Linked DNA regions of Gossypium arboreum: region 2 is linked to region 1. Evidence: chromatin contacts called from public Hi-C data. All regions are on one chromosome and are shown on one strand. Each heading gives the region's core, a stretch centred on a gene start, on an enhancer-like site or on the middle of the called end of the contact. The rest is flanking DNA. Distances are from core to core; before and after follow the strand shown. Region 1 has its middle 35 kb from the start of LOC108475811. Region 2 holds the start of LOC108475208.

Region 1 (6,594 bases), core at 2,527-5,026:
TTTCAATATCACATAAATATATAATTGGTGTGAGTAAACAAAAACATAGTGTCACATGCACATGATGTTTATGTGAATTAACAATCTAATTATTTAACATATTTATAGGTTCGCATGCTTATATAGGCTCACATGTACCTAAGATTCGCATGGCATATAAGCTTGCATGCACTTAGAGTTTGCATGCATATAGGCTCACATAATCCTAGGGTTCGCATACATACAGGCTCGCATAATTCTAGGGTTCACATGCATACAAGCTCACATAATCCTATGGTTCATATACATCCAGGCTTGCATAATCCTATATGATTTTATATATAGGTTCGCTTAACTAGAGCTCGCACTTAAGGCTCGCACATACACGGTTCGCATGCAAGGGGTTTTTACATTCAAAGGGGGTTCGCTCATGCTAGGGTTAGCGCGCACAGGCTCGCACATGGGTTCGCACACAGTCTCCCACATTACCTCGCACAATCGGGTGGTTTCTCTTAGGGTTCACCTATACTAGTTTTATGTTTCCTATTTGATTCAATTATACACAAAGATTTATGTTTAGATCTTACACCTTGTTTTGAAGACTTAAAAACCTTTAGTTTGGAGAGGAGATTGAAGATCCACTTGAGGAATGATTTTGAAAATCTTTGACTCCTTTGGCTTTGAAAGTTTGATTTGGGAGAGCAAATGTTTATGAGTGTTTTCTTGAAAATTTTCTAGGTAAAGTCTAGGGTTTGTTTTGAAATTAGCTATTTATAAAACTTATTTTTCCTAATTTTAATAGGTTTTACAAACTCATGTTGGATTAGAACTTATTTTAAAATAGGGATTAAATTGAAAAAGAGAGAGTAGTTTTTGAGCTAGGCTGTTTTTAAAATTTTGTCACTTTTGGGGACAAAAACAAGGAAACAAAAATATTTTGGTTAAATTCTTACTCAGGAGTTTAAACTTGGAGCCTATGGGTAAGCTAAAACCTTACCACTTGAACTAACAAGCTTAGTCTTGTTGATTCTTTAACAAAAAAAATAATTTTAAGGCATTCTACTTCCCTTTCCTAATTATTAAAGAAAATAAATAACAATATAAATTTTATCTTATTTCTTCTAGGCCCACTTTTGAGATGTGACATGCACAGATTTGACGAAACTAGAAATTTATAGAATAGTCTGGACATCCTCCCCCCACCACTCGAGCAATTTTCACACCAATCTTTTGTTTCGTTTTATCGAGTTTTACACTCCTGTTAAACTCATTCCTATTTGATGGCGTTATTCAAATATATAACCAATTGTTGTTTGAAAATTAACCCATCAAAATGGACGTATACTGAAGAATTGGTAATTCATCTTTGATATTAAATCCATAGAATAAATTAAAATAAAAAAATAGTTTCTATTAAAACAATTTATACCATTTTAAAGAAAAAAAGTTTTATCAAGCAATATAACTTGCATCTCATACTATTAATTATCAATATATAGTCACATAATCATACATAATAGTAAAATAAATTAAAAAACATAAAAATAATTACTAATTAACCTTATCAATTCAAACTTAATTTCGAAGTCTAAAAGGAAAATAAAATATTGTTGATATTTAATTTTGATTTGTAATAAATTTTTTTTCTCTCCTATTTTGTTAAATTTTTTTTTTCTCTCCCATTTTGTTAACAAACTCTTTTCTTGCTCTTTTGTTTGGTTAAACCATCGAATATTTTTTTGGATGAGGAGGGGCTATATAAAGAGCGCTAGTATTGTCTGGCAATGTATCAGCACTTATTAACAATCAATTTTTTTTAAAGAATATTTTCAAACTGGTGTCGCTAGACATGTCGGTAGCACCTTCTTACATTAGCTTTTTTTTTTCTCTTTATCAACTTTTTTTCCTGTCAAGCCTATTTTTTTTTAAAAAAAATCACAGGTGTCACTAATATATCAAACGACATCACTATAAAAAATATAATTTTTTTTGTTTCAACTCTTTTTTTACTCCTTGGCAGGCTTTTTTTTTAAAAAAATAAAATAACAATGGTGTTGTCATTATGTCAAATGGCATCACTATATATATTTTTGTATTTGTATAATTTATGTTTCGTATTTACAAAGAGTTGATATTTTTTGGGTTCCACCTGACCAGTTGGCGACATCGATTAAAAGAATATTTTTTGCTTCATCAAGATTGATGATAGCAAGGGGAGGAAATCTAGGATGGTTCCACTTGGCAATATGATGACACTTATTTTTACTATAGAAAACACCCCATTTTTGTAAATAATTTGTGTGTAATAACATTTTCATAATTAAATTTTCTATTTTATTTTAATAAAAAACTCAACTTTTGCACTTTTATATTTTTTTAATTTTTAATATTTTTATAATCTTTTATGATTTTCTATAATTTTTATACTTCTTTTAAATTTCTAATGATTTTAGTGATTTTAAGTATAAAACATCATATTCCGTCATGTGACATAATTATAAAGTGTTTTGAGATGCAAATTAAGGTAGGAAAGTAGGTTAAGAATGCAAATGAAAAGGGCTGTACATAAAATTGTAAATATTTTTAAACTTTTTTTGTAATTTTATATAATTTTTGCACTTTCTATATTTTTATAATAATTTTAATACTTTTTTATATTTAAAAATTTCATATTTTTAATTCATACCATTTTAATTTTTTAATTTTCATAATTTATATATTTTTTCTCATTTATAATAAATTTTATAACTTTTTCACTTTTATATTATTCTTTTGTAATTTTTAATATTTTTATAATATTTAATAGTTTTTAATTATTTTAAATATTAAACTCTAGATTTCACCACGTGACACACGTGACACAATCTTACGAGTTGCGTGACGAAACACCCAAAAAATGGCAATAATTACCCTTTAAAAGGTCAGAATTAAGCCTAACTACCACGGTCGTGAATATCGCCATGTATTGAAGAAAAATCAAGGAGATGACTGTAGAATTGGAGCACTAGCAGCTTCAAGACAGCCTAACCACTACGAACACAATTAAAGCCTAATTCGCATTGTCCCATTAGGCTGAAATGAAAAAAATGAGCTTAACTATAATAATAATAATATTATTATTATTGTTGTTGTGAAATTATAGAAAATAAAAATTTCGTTCGGATTACAGGAATCATTTCGGCCTTACAAAATATAAGATAGTGACACATAAAATATATTTTAAAGGAAAAAAATCTAGTTATAGACCATTTAGTTAAGAAGGTATCTGACAGGAAAATCGATATGCGAGTATTTGTTAAAATTCCTACAAAAATTGTAACAGTTTTACAATCTAGTAAAACTAGTGACTTATGTGGTTTTAACCATTTGAATTAAATTTTCTTTATTTTTAGCACAAAAAGAAATGAGCTTAATAAATTTATTAAAAATATGAAAATTTAGAGTTTAAGAAAACATGAGGTTTTATTTAAAAATCGAAGTTATCACTGATTTCTTTGGTTAGGTATGATGAGTTTCCTATAAAATTATTTTTTAAAATGAAATTTTAAAATTCCTTAAAAAAAAAAGATAAATTTAAGTGTATGTTAAAGTTGAAATAAAATTGAGATTGAAGAGCGGGTTATGCATAGAAAAGTGTTGGCAGGCTCAAACTTTGATATTTTATTAAACATGTGTTGTTTAATTTTTAAAAAAGTACAATTTTTTCTCACGTTTTACTTAACAACAAAAATGAAAGGATCTATTAAATGACGTGGGCTCCGCAACTGTATTATTCCACACGAAAAACGCGCGAAAGGATCTATTTCTCACACTTTCTACCTCTCTTTTTTCGTTTTTCCTATCTCCTTTTTCTCTTCTTTTTTGACGTTTTTGTTTTGACTAAATTATTTGTGTAATCACTATTCTTCTTTTTTGACGTTTTTGTTTTGAGTAAATTATTTGGGTAATCACTATTGTACAAAAGTGATATAGGTTCTTTTTAAGATATTCGAATTTAATTTAAAAAAAATTAAGTTTAACTCGATAATTATCGAATCGAATATAAATAGTTTGAGTTATCAATTAAGTCAAATTTGAACTTAGTAATATTTGATTCGAGGGGTTCATGAGTCTTTTCAAGCTTTTCATATTTTAATATTATTAAATTATGTTATTGCCTTAATATATTATTAACTTTAAGCTTAATTATTAAGGCGAGTTCAAATTTGAGTTTAAGCTTGAGTAGCAAAATTGATAATTGAACTTAATCGAGCTCAAGTTTCTCGATTATATCTCAAGTCGAGTATTGGCTTCCAAATTTCTAATTGAGCTTGGAAGTATTCGAGTTCGACTCGACTCAATTACACTCCCAGAAATCACTCAACTTTTACGTAGATTCTATTTTGATTATCCAACTTCAAGAAATTTTAATTTCATCATCAAAATTTTCAAAATTTGAAATTTTAAACACCCATATTAACGGAAAATTATTCCTAAATCTAAAAAATCAACATTTTTTCACTTAATGCTTATATTAATACTAATATTTATATTAATTAAAAATAAGTATATTAATATTAAAAAAATAAAAATATTTTCCTTCCTCTTCCACCCCGATCCTTCTGTTTCCTCTACCTCTCCCTCTCTCCCATCACCGTCTTTCTCCCTTAGAAATTTATTTATTTTTAAAAATTATTTAATTTTTAGATTTAAAATTAAATTGATAAAATATATAAATATTAAAGGGCTAAAATTATTATTAGGCTAATAAAAAAATCTCACATTAGCTTTCCGTTAAGTATCTGATAGTGAGTGACTAAAACTTGAAAACCTTGAGGATGAAATTGAAATTTTTTGAAGTTTAGTGATCAAATAGAACCTACCCAAAAGTTGAGTGACCACCCAAATAGGTTACCCTTTTTTTCTTTTTGGGTAAATTACATCGTAGTCATCCAACTATTGATTAGTTTTTTTATCATGAAAATTACAAAATAATCACTTAACTATTAAAAATTATCTTTTTTAATCATTTTCATTAACAAAATCATGTGGCTATTAACTTTATATATCTAATCCATCAAATATTTAACCCAGTTCCACGTAATATTATTTCCTTTTAAAATTCTAAAATTCTATTTTTCTTCTTCTTGCTTTGATCTTTCTAGCTTGATCTTGTTGGAAAATATGAACATCACATATATAATATAATTAATTATATGTTGTTATTATTATTTACTATTATAATAAGTTAACCCAAATTAAAAGTGATCTAATTTGGTTAAGGTTTATTTGACTTTAATTATTAAATAAAGTATGGGTCAAACATGTGTAGATACTATAGTAACTAATTTCTAATTTATGATGAGCTAATTAGAAATTAGGGCTAATGTGCCAAGCTTATATATTAGGGTTATGGTCCCAAATTACACATAAGATACTTTTCTAATATCTCATCTTTAGAAAAGAGAGAGTCATCTTCGCTATATTACTTGTGTGCTAATTTGGAAGACTAAAACCCCAATATTTGTAGATTTCAAGAAATTAATGAATTTAGGTATGCTTTTGCATCTAGTTTTGTTCTTGATTTATTCTTGATGATTTAACATAATAGATCCTGTTTTACAATTTTAAATTTATATCAGATTTTGTTTTATGGTTTTAACAAGTGACATCTGAATCTCGTCATGTTGAATCATTGAGAATAAATTGATTCTTTATTATTTTTGGATTTTAATTCTTTAAATTAAAGTTTTAGGATTTTATGATTTAGATTGAATGCATTATTATATTTTTGGGTGGTTCTCTTTCAATCGCTATTCAAAGATTAATGATTTATTTGTTATTTCGTTTTACTATGCTTCTATATCTGCAGGCGAATTTATAATAATATTCTACTTTTAATTTGGATTGAGCCAATGTGATATTTTTCAAGTTTGGAGTAATTTGAAGTTATTACGAATGGGTGGTTGAAAATTATTTTAAAAGTTTGAGGTTATTGCTTGAGAATATATTAAAGATTTTAGGGTTTGAATCATGTGATTTTTGCTCTGAAATTTGATTTTGTCCCTCTGCCAAATCTTGTTTGATTTTAATTTGGTTTTGTATTTCATATACCAGACATGTATGAATTTGAATATCAAATTTGATTTTATGTTTACAAAAGTTACGATAATATATAATATATATGCCTGAATTATATTAATGATTGGACTCCATATACTATGAATGTGTCCAATGGTTACAGCTATAATGTTATTGTACGAGTCTTGGTGGATTGTTATATATGATTGAAATATTTAATATATATTAAAGAACAATTATTCCGTTTCGTCTCTTATTGAGTAGAGGAATTAAAAGCATGAAATGCCTAAGGTAATTGAAAGCATGTATTAAGTGTTGTACCAATTTGGTTGACATTTCCTTTTAGTCGTTACTATAATTTTCTTGTAATTTTCTATAAGTTTTTTAAAGATGAATTCGTGTTATTCTCCTTTTAAATATTTGATTTTTGCATATTATGATTACAAATATTTAGTTTAACTATAATTTTTGTAAATTTGATTTAATGGATATTCATTGAATTTGTTAATTTTATGCTATGAATATTTATTCAGCTTTTGGATGTTTTGAAGTAAA
Region 2 (5,679 bases), core at 196-2,695, 270 kb before region 1:
CAGCAATATCTAGATTTTGTTAGATTCAACAATCAATATATAAGATAGGTGTTTTTCATTGGAAAAAGGAATTGAATTAGGGTTTGTGATCATACATTGAAATTTGTTCTTTCAATATTTAATAGGCAATATATTTGCAGTTTTGGGGCTCATTTTGCTTATGCCTTCAAAAAAGTTTGGTCTTTTTTTTCATTTTAACATGCAAGTTTTGATCTTTTCAGTTTTTAGCCAAAATCATTGGTCCACCCCAATTTATTTATTATATGAAAATATTATATTGGATTAGACCAATAGACCGGTTCAACCGTTCAGTTTTCGGATATATTCCCTTTTTTTTTTGCCAAAATAATGGATCCGGTCTAATCAGATCGCATCAATTGCTTGGTTCGGCACTTCAATTACCGGACCGTACAAGAAAATTGGCTCAATTAATTTTTGTTATTTTTAATAAAATTATGAATTTTGTAACTTCTTAATCATATATATAAAAAAGTAGATATCCTAAATTATGATTCTTATTTTAAATTAGTCCCTAAACTTCAAAGCATTTTAATTATATATCCAAATTATCGATGTTATATCAATTAAGTTTTTCTATTATTGAGACCGTTAATTTAACCATTAAGTGACATGTAAAATTTTATGTGATATAATTTAAAATGAAATTTTAAAGAAAAGTAAAATATTGCAGCATAATTTTAAAATTAAAACTAAAAATAAAGTAAAACCGAAAAAAATCTGGATGATAATTTCTATAAAAACATTGAAAACCTCAAAATCAAGTTTTTTATAATATTCATTTTTTCTTTAAAAGTTTCATTTTGTATTATATCCAATAAGATCGACGTCTCATTATTAGTTAAATTAATGGTTTTAGTAACGATGAGGATATTCTTGATATAACATCGATAGTTTAAAGATATGATCGAATATTTTAAAGTTTGAGAACTAATTTAAAATAAAGATCATAGTTTAAATATATTTACTATAGTTAACTCATAAAAATAATCTCATTAAGTCAAAATGTATATATTTTAACAAAATACTATATTTAATGCATAATTTATATAAAAATAATAATATTTAATAAATAAAATAAAATCTGTTAATTACGAAATAATCGAGATTAAATATAATTATCAAATGCCGAAGGTTTTAATTAAATATATATTTGAAAAAAAATGGTACAATAAGTGAATCGATTTGATTTTTATTTATTATTTTCCTAGAAAAATCGTTTAAACTTAAAACTCCTATACCCTAAATTTATAATAATTAATCCTAATTAAATTATTAAAAAAATAAAAAATAAAGAAAAAACCTGTCGTTGGTTATTTTTTTTCTTACACCACCTCCAATGGCAGTTAAAAAATAACGAACACATGTCAAGAACAACGGTTTCCTCTTTTATTACCACAAATCCCGCACTATTTTTCAAATGGCTTCATTTCATTTTGCCTTTATTTTCTCATCACTGATTCATTTTCTTCTCTGCCATTGTTGTCGTCGTACATGGCTGACGACGACAAAGGGCCGGAGTTTGGATATTAATTGTATGAATAACTTTAGCCGCGACAAAGGAAATTCCAAAAAAGGAAATAAAGAAGGAACAGACATTAACAGGTTCTTCATTGTTTTCTTTTTTGTCCTTCCTTGTTGTGTAATCATGAGTAATTTGGCACCATTCCAGCTATTGGAACTCAATGTCATCTCTGCCCAAGATTTGAAACCGGTATGTCGTCGTAAAATGCGAACCTACGCGGTGGCTTGGGTACATTCGGAGCGAAAACTTTCAACCCGAATTGACACCCAAGGCCACACCAACCCGACATGGAACGATAAGTTCGTTTTCCGCGTCGATGATGAGTTCCTCTATAGCGATACGTCTACTTTAATGATCGAAATCTATGCGGTGCATTGGTTCCGTGACATCCATGTAGGGACCGTTCGGGTTCTTGTTCAGAACCTTATACCACCGGTTTCTCAAACGCGCAACCGCCAAGAGCTCCAATTGGGGATGAGATTCGTGGCGTTTCAAGTTTGGAGACCGTCGGGTCGGCCTCAAGGGATTTTGAACATTGGGGCGGCATTGCTCGATAGCTCAATGAGGAGCATGCCTTTGTACTTTCAAATGGGATCGTCAGCGGTCGGGTATCGACATTTAATGGGCGAGGAAGATGCGTTTCAAAGCTCGAATGTCAAGCCTCTTTCGAGTACAAAAAGCAATACCAATAACCATCAGCTTTTGGTTAATGGGTTGATCAAACCCGAGCTTCGACGAACCAAGAGTGATTCAAGTTCGTTTTTTGAGCCAGAATTAAGGCCCAGAAGATCGATGAAAGGATCATCAGTTGTCAATGGTGGGTCAGTTGTTAACGGGTCGGAGATTGGAAAAAACAACTACAAGGTTAATTCTAGGGGAAGTTCGATGGTTAATTATGTGTTTGACAAAAATACTGACAGAAAGAAAAAATCGAGTCCTACAAAGGGCATCAATGGCCCAAAGTTGATATCACCACCAGGGAAGTCACCAAGTGGCTTAACGGGTGGGCGAAAAATTTGGACCGATTCGGAATTGGGTCCATCGCCATCGGAAGTGGCAGCTGCGGTGTTGAGGAATAAGAACCGTAAAATGGAAGAGATGGAGAGTTCGGTGGGCGAAGGATGGAGTTTAGATGGAAGCATGGAAGGGCTTGATTCGAAACTCGAACGGTGGAGAACAGAACTCCCACCGGTTTATGACTCAAGTAATGAATTTTCGAGCTTCCTTTCTAGTCAGACTCCGACAACAACAACCAAAAAGTCAAGACATTCAAGAAGACGTGCTCACAAGAAAGGGTTGTTTTCATGTTTCGGAAACATTTGTGGTTGCGAAATCTCAGTTACTTGCGGCTAAAGTTATTGATAGCGATAGTATTTTGCTTCGGTCGATGAAGTTACATCATATTTGATTAATACAACAATATTTTATAATACTAATGGATAAATTACATGTATAGTCATCCAATTACGAGAGTGTTTCTATTTTGGTCACCAACCTAAATTCTTTTTCAATTTAGTCACTAATATTTTCGATTTTTTATCTACTATTAAGTGGTTGATGTAATACTGACATGGCTATTATTTTATTGGCATGATAACAAATTTAATTATTAACATTTACGCATTTTATCAATTTCATCTTGACTTTTAAAAAATCTAATATATGCATAAATTTTTTTAAAAAATACATAAAAAATTGTGAAAATTTATAAAATCATTAAAAATCCACACCAACGTTCCATTAACGACTTAACGATAAAGTGACCAAAAAATCAATTTTTGAAAACGTCAGGACTAAATAAATCTTTTTTTAATTAGGTGACAAAAATAGAAACGTTTTCATGGTTAAGTGACTATCCATATAATTTGCCCTATTTTAAGTGATAAAACAATTTTTTTAAATTTATGTAATTAAATTTTGAAAAAAAACACTTGAATTTAATCTTGAATAGACTCCATTCTTTATAGTAGACTAAAAAAAATGTAACAATAATAGAGCACGTTAGATTTGTTAAAAAATTAGACCACCCAATTAGACCGATAGGTTTCAAAGGAGGAAAAATGTATTTAAATATACTAGAACTAAGGGTGCTGACTAAACTAAGGGTCAATGAGAGAAAGAAAGAGATTTCTATAAATAATATATTTGTATATTTAAATTTATTATAATATTGTTGGTAATGGATTCATATTGGAATTTCACTTGAGGATAATGCACTTTAGCGCATTCGAACTCACATCCTTTTATATTGACAACAATATTCATATTAATCGACCTAAAACTCAATTTGACATATTTGAGAGAAAAGTAAAAATAACTGTAAAGCAAAATCACGAATGCTATTTTGACAAAGCTTTCTCTTTCCTGTTTGTTGCCGAGCCTACCTAGGTAACCCGTAAAAATAACTACAAGGCAAAATCACAAATGCTATTTTAGCAAAGGTTTCTCTTTCCTGTTTGCTGACGACCCTACCCAGGTAACCCGATATATAATTTTCAATGAATGTCATGACTCATGAGTTTACCGATTGAAGGGCTGAGATTTCTTCTGACGTCATAAAAAATTTCCATCGCATTTTGGACTTCATCCACCTTTCTTTTAGTCGCATAGGTCAAACAAATCTCGATACAAATACGTGAAGTCGTGAAGTTGCAAATTTGGTAGACGGGAAGTCAGAAAATTCTAGAGTTAAAATTAAATTTTAGGGGAGAAAAAATATTACTAATATAAAATTTTAAAAATTTTGACGTTACCGACATATTCCTCCAGTACTATCGCCCTTGGACACAAGTCAATCACATGGAAAGACGATGCTCCTACCCAATCAGGAATCTCAGCTGTTCCCATCATCTAAAATCGTGGACGTATAGTCTGTCATCACTTTTATATATAGTTCAAGCTCAACGAGTTGTGAGATGCGTTGCAGTGCTCACTCGAGAATTGATTTTCCTTCCTTTAGCTTTTTTTTTTATATCAAATACCTTTATTGAGAATTTCTTACAAAAATATCGTTACTTGTGTTAGTGTGTTTGCTACAGACGGGAAAGAAAAAAATGGATTCAGGCAATAGCACATCATCAACAACAATGAGTTTTACCATGTCTGAAACCTTCAAATTTAAGGGGAAAGCTTTGCTTTTGCTAGCAATATTTTCTGTTCTTGTCGTAGCATTAATCATACTGAAATGTATGAAATGTTGCCAAAATAGTACTAATGTCGAGCTTGCTGGTGAGGGAAACCTTGATGCTGATGATGCTGATGTACCCTAATTTCTCTGTACGTAACTTTTTGTTTTCCTTCTTTTCTCAAGGCGGATGCCTGGATATCTGGTTTGCTCTGTTTTGCTTTGGTTTGCTTTTTTTCTTGGTAGCTGATTGATTTAGAAGCCTTCCTCCATTGATATCGAGCCTTCATTGGTTTACCCAACCAGCAAAATCTTTCCAGGTTCATGTCTGGATTATATAGGAGAACTTAACCAGTGAAGCTCATCTCTGGATGCTGCTCTTGTTGTGAAAGCCTTCCTCCATTGATATCCAACCTCCATTGGTTTGCCCAACCTGCAAAATCTTTCCACGTTTATGCCTAGGGTTTACATAGGAGAACTTAACTAGTGAAACTCATCTCTGGATGTTTTTTTTGTTGTGAAAGCCTTCCGCCATTGATATCTAGCCTCCAACGTTTATGCTTGGGGTTTACAAGTATATAGGATTAGAACTGTAGCACCCCAAACCCGGCCCAGAAGTTATGGCCGGATCCGGCATGCCACATCAAAAACGTAAAAAAAAAATTTTCATTTTAAGTCTAGAAAATCGTACTTGATGTTCAAAAGATTAATTCATTAAGGGTTAAAGTGAATGGAAGCTGTGCACCAGGTAGGAAACCAGAAAAGAGGTGGTGAGTCCATCGGACTGCTTAAGTACCAACCTCCCTTCGGATCTAATCCTAGACATGCATACCGCCATTGCCACACCTTAACGTCATGGATATTTCTAGGAAACCGATTCGATTAAGTCATTTTTAGGAAAAGTGATTAATTTTGGAAAATACTTTCATTGTGGAAGCTTTGCTTGTTGTCGTGTTATTTTGAAATCAACTGTTGTTTTTGAAAATGCGCCTAAAGCTATCTAATTTCAACA

Evidence for each region. Hi-C and Micro-C count contacts between places; a contact is called where the count stands out from the background.
Region 2: a Hi-C map of leaf shows a contact between it and region 1, with 7 times the contacts expected there. The contact joins the promoter of LOC108475208 here to the enhancer-like site in region 1. A contact is called at or near these places in 2 of 5 Hi-C or Micro-C datasets (both in leaf).

What each region holds. Positions count from the first base shown.
Region 1 is chr3:132,959,308-132,965,901 of ASM2569848v2, reverse strand. No RefSeq gene overlaps it. Among protein-coding and RNA genes, the nearest start is that of LOC108475811, 35 kb to the right of the region's middle. Within about 2 kb of position 3,776, at least 1 of the 2 cell types and tissues checked has an H3K27ac peak or open chromatin away from gene starts, as enhancers often do. A contact at or near this core is called in leaf, where this site is marked.
Region 2 is chr3:133,230,426-133,236,104 of ASM2569848v2, reverse strand. LOC108475208 reads left to right here and starts at 1,445. Exons shown (of 1, transcript XM_017777193.2): 1 at 1,445-3,078. The coding sequence starts at 1,556. The coding sequence ends at 2,896. LOC108474638 (nuclear transport factor 2-like) reads left to right here. Exons shown (of 10, transcript XM_017776631.2): 10 at 1-94.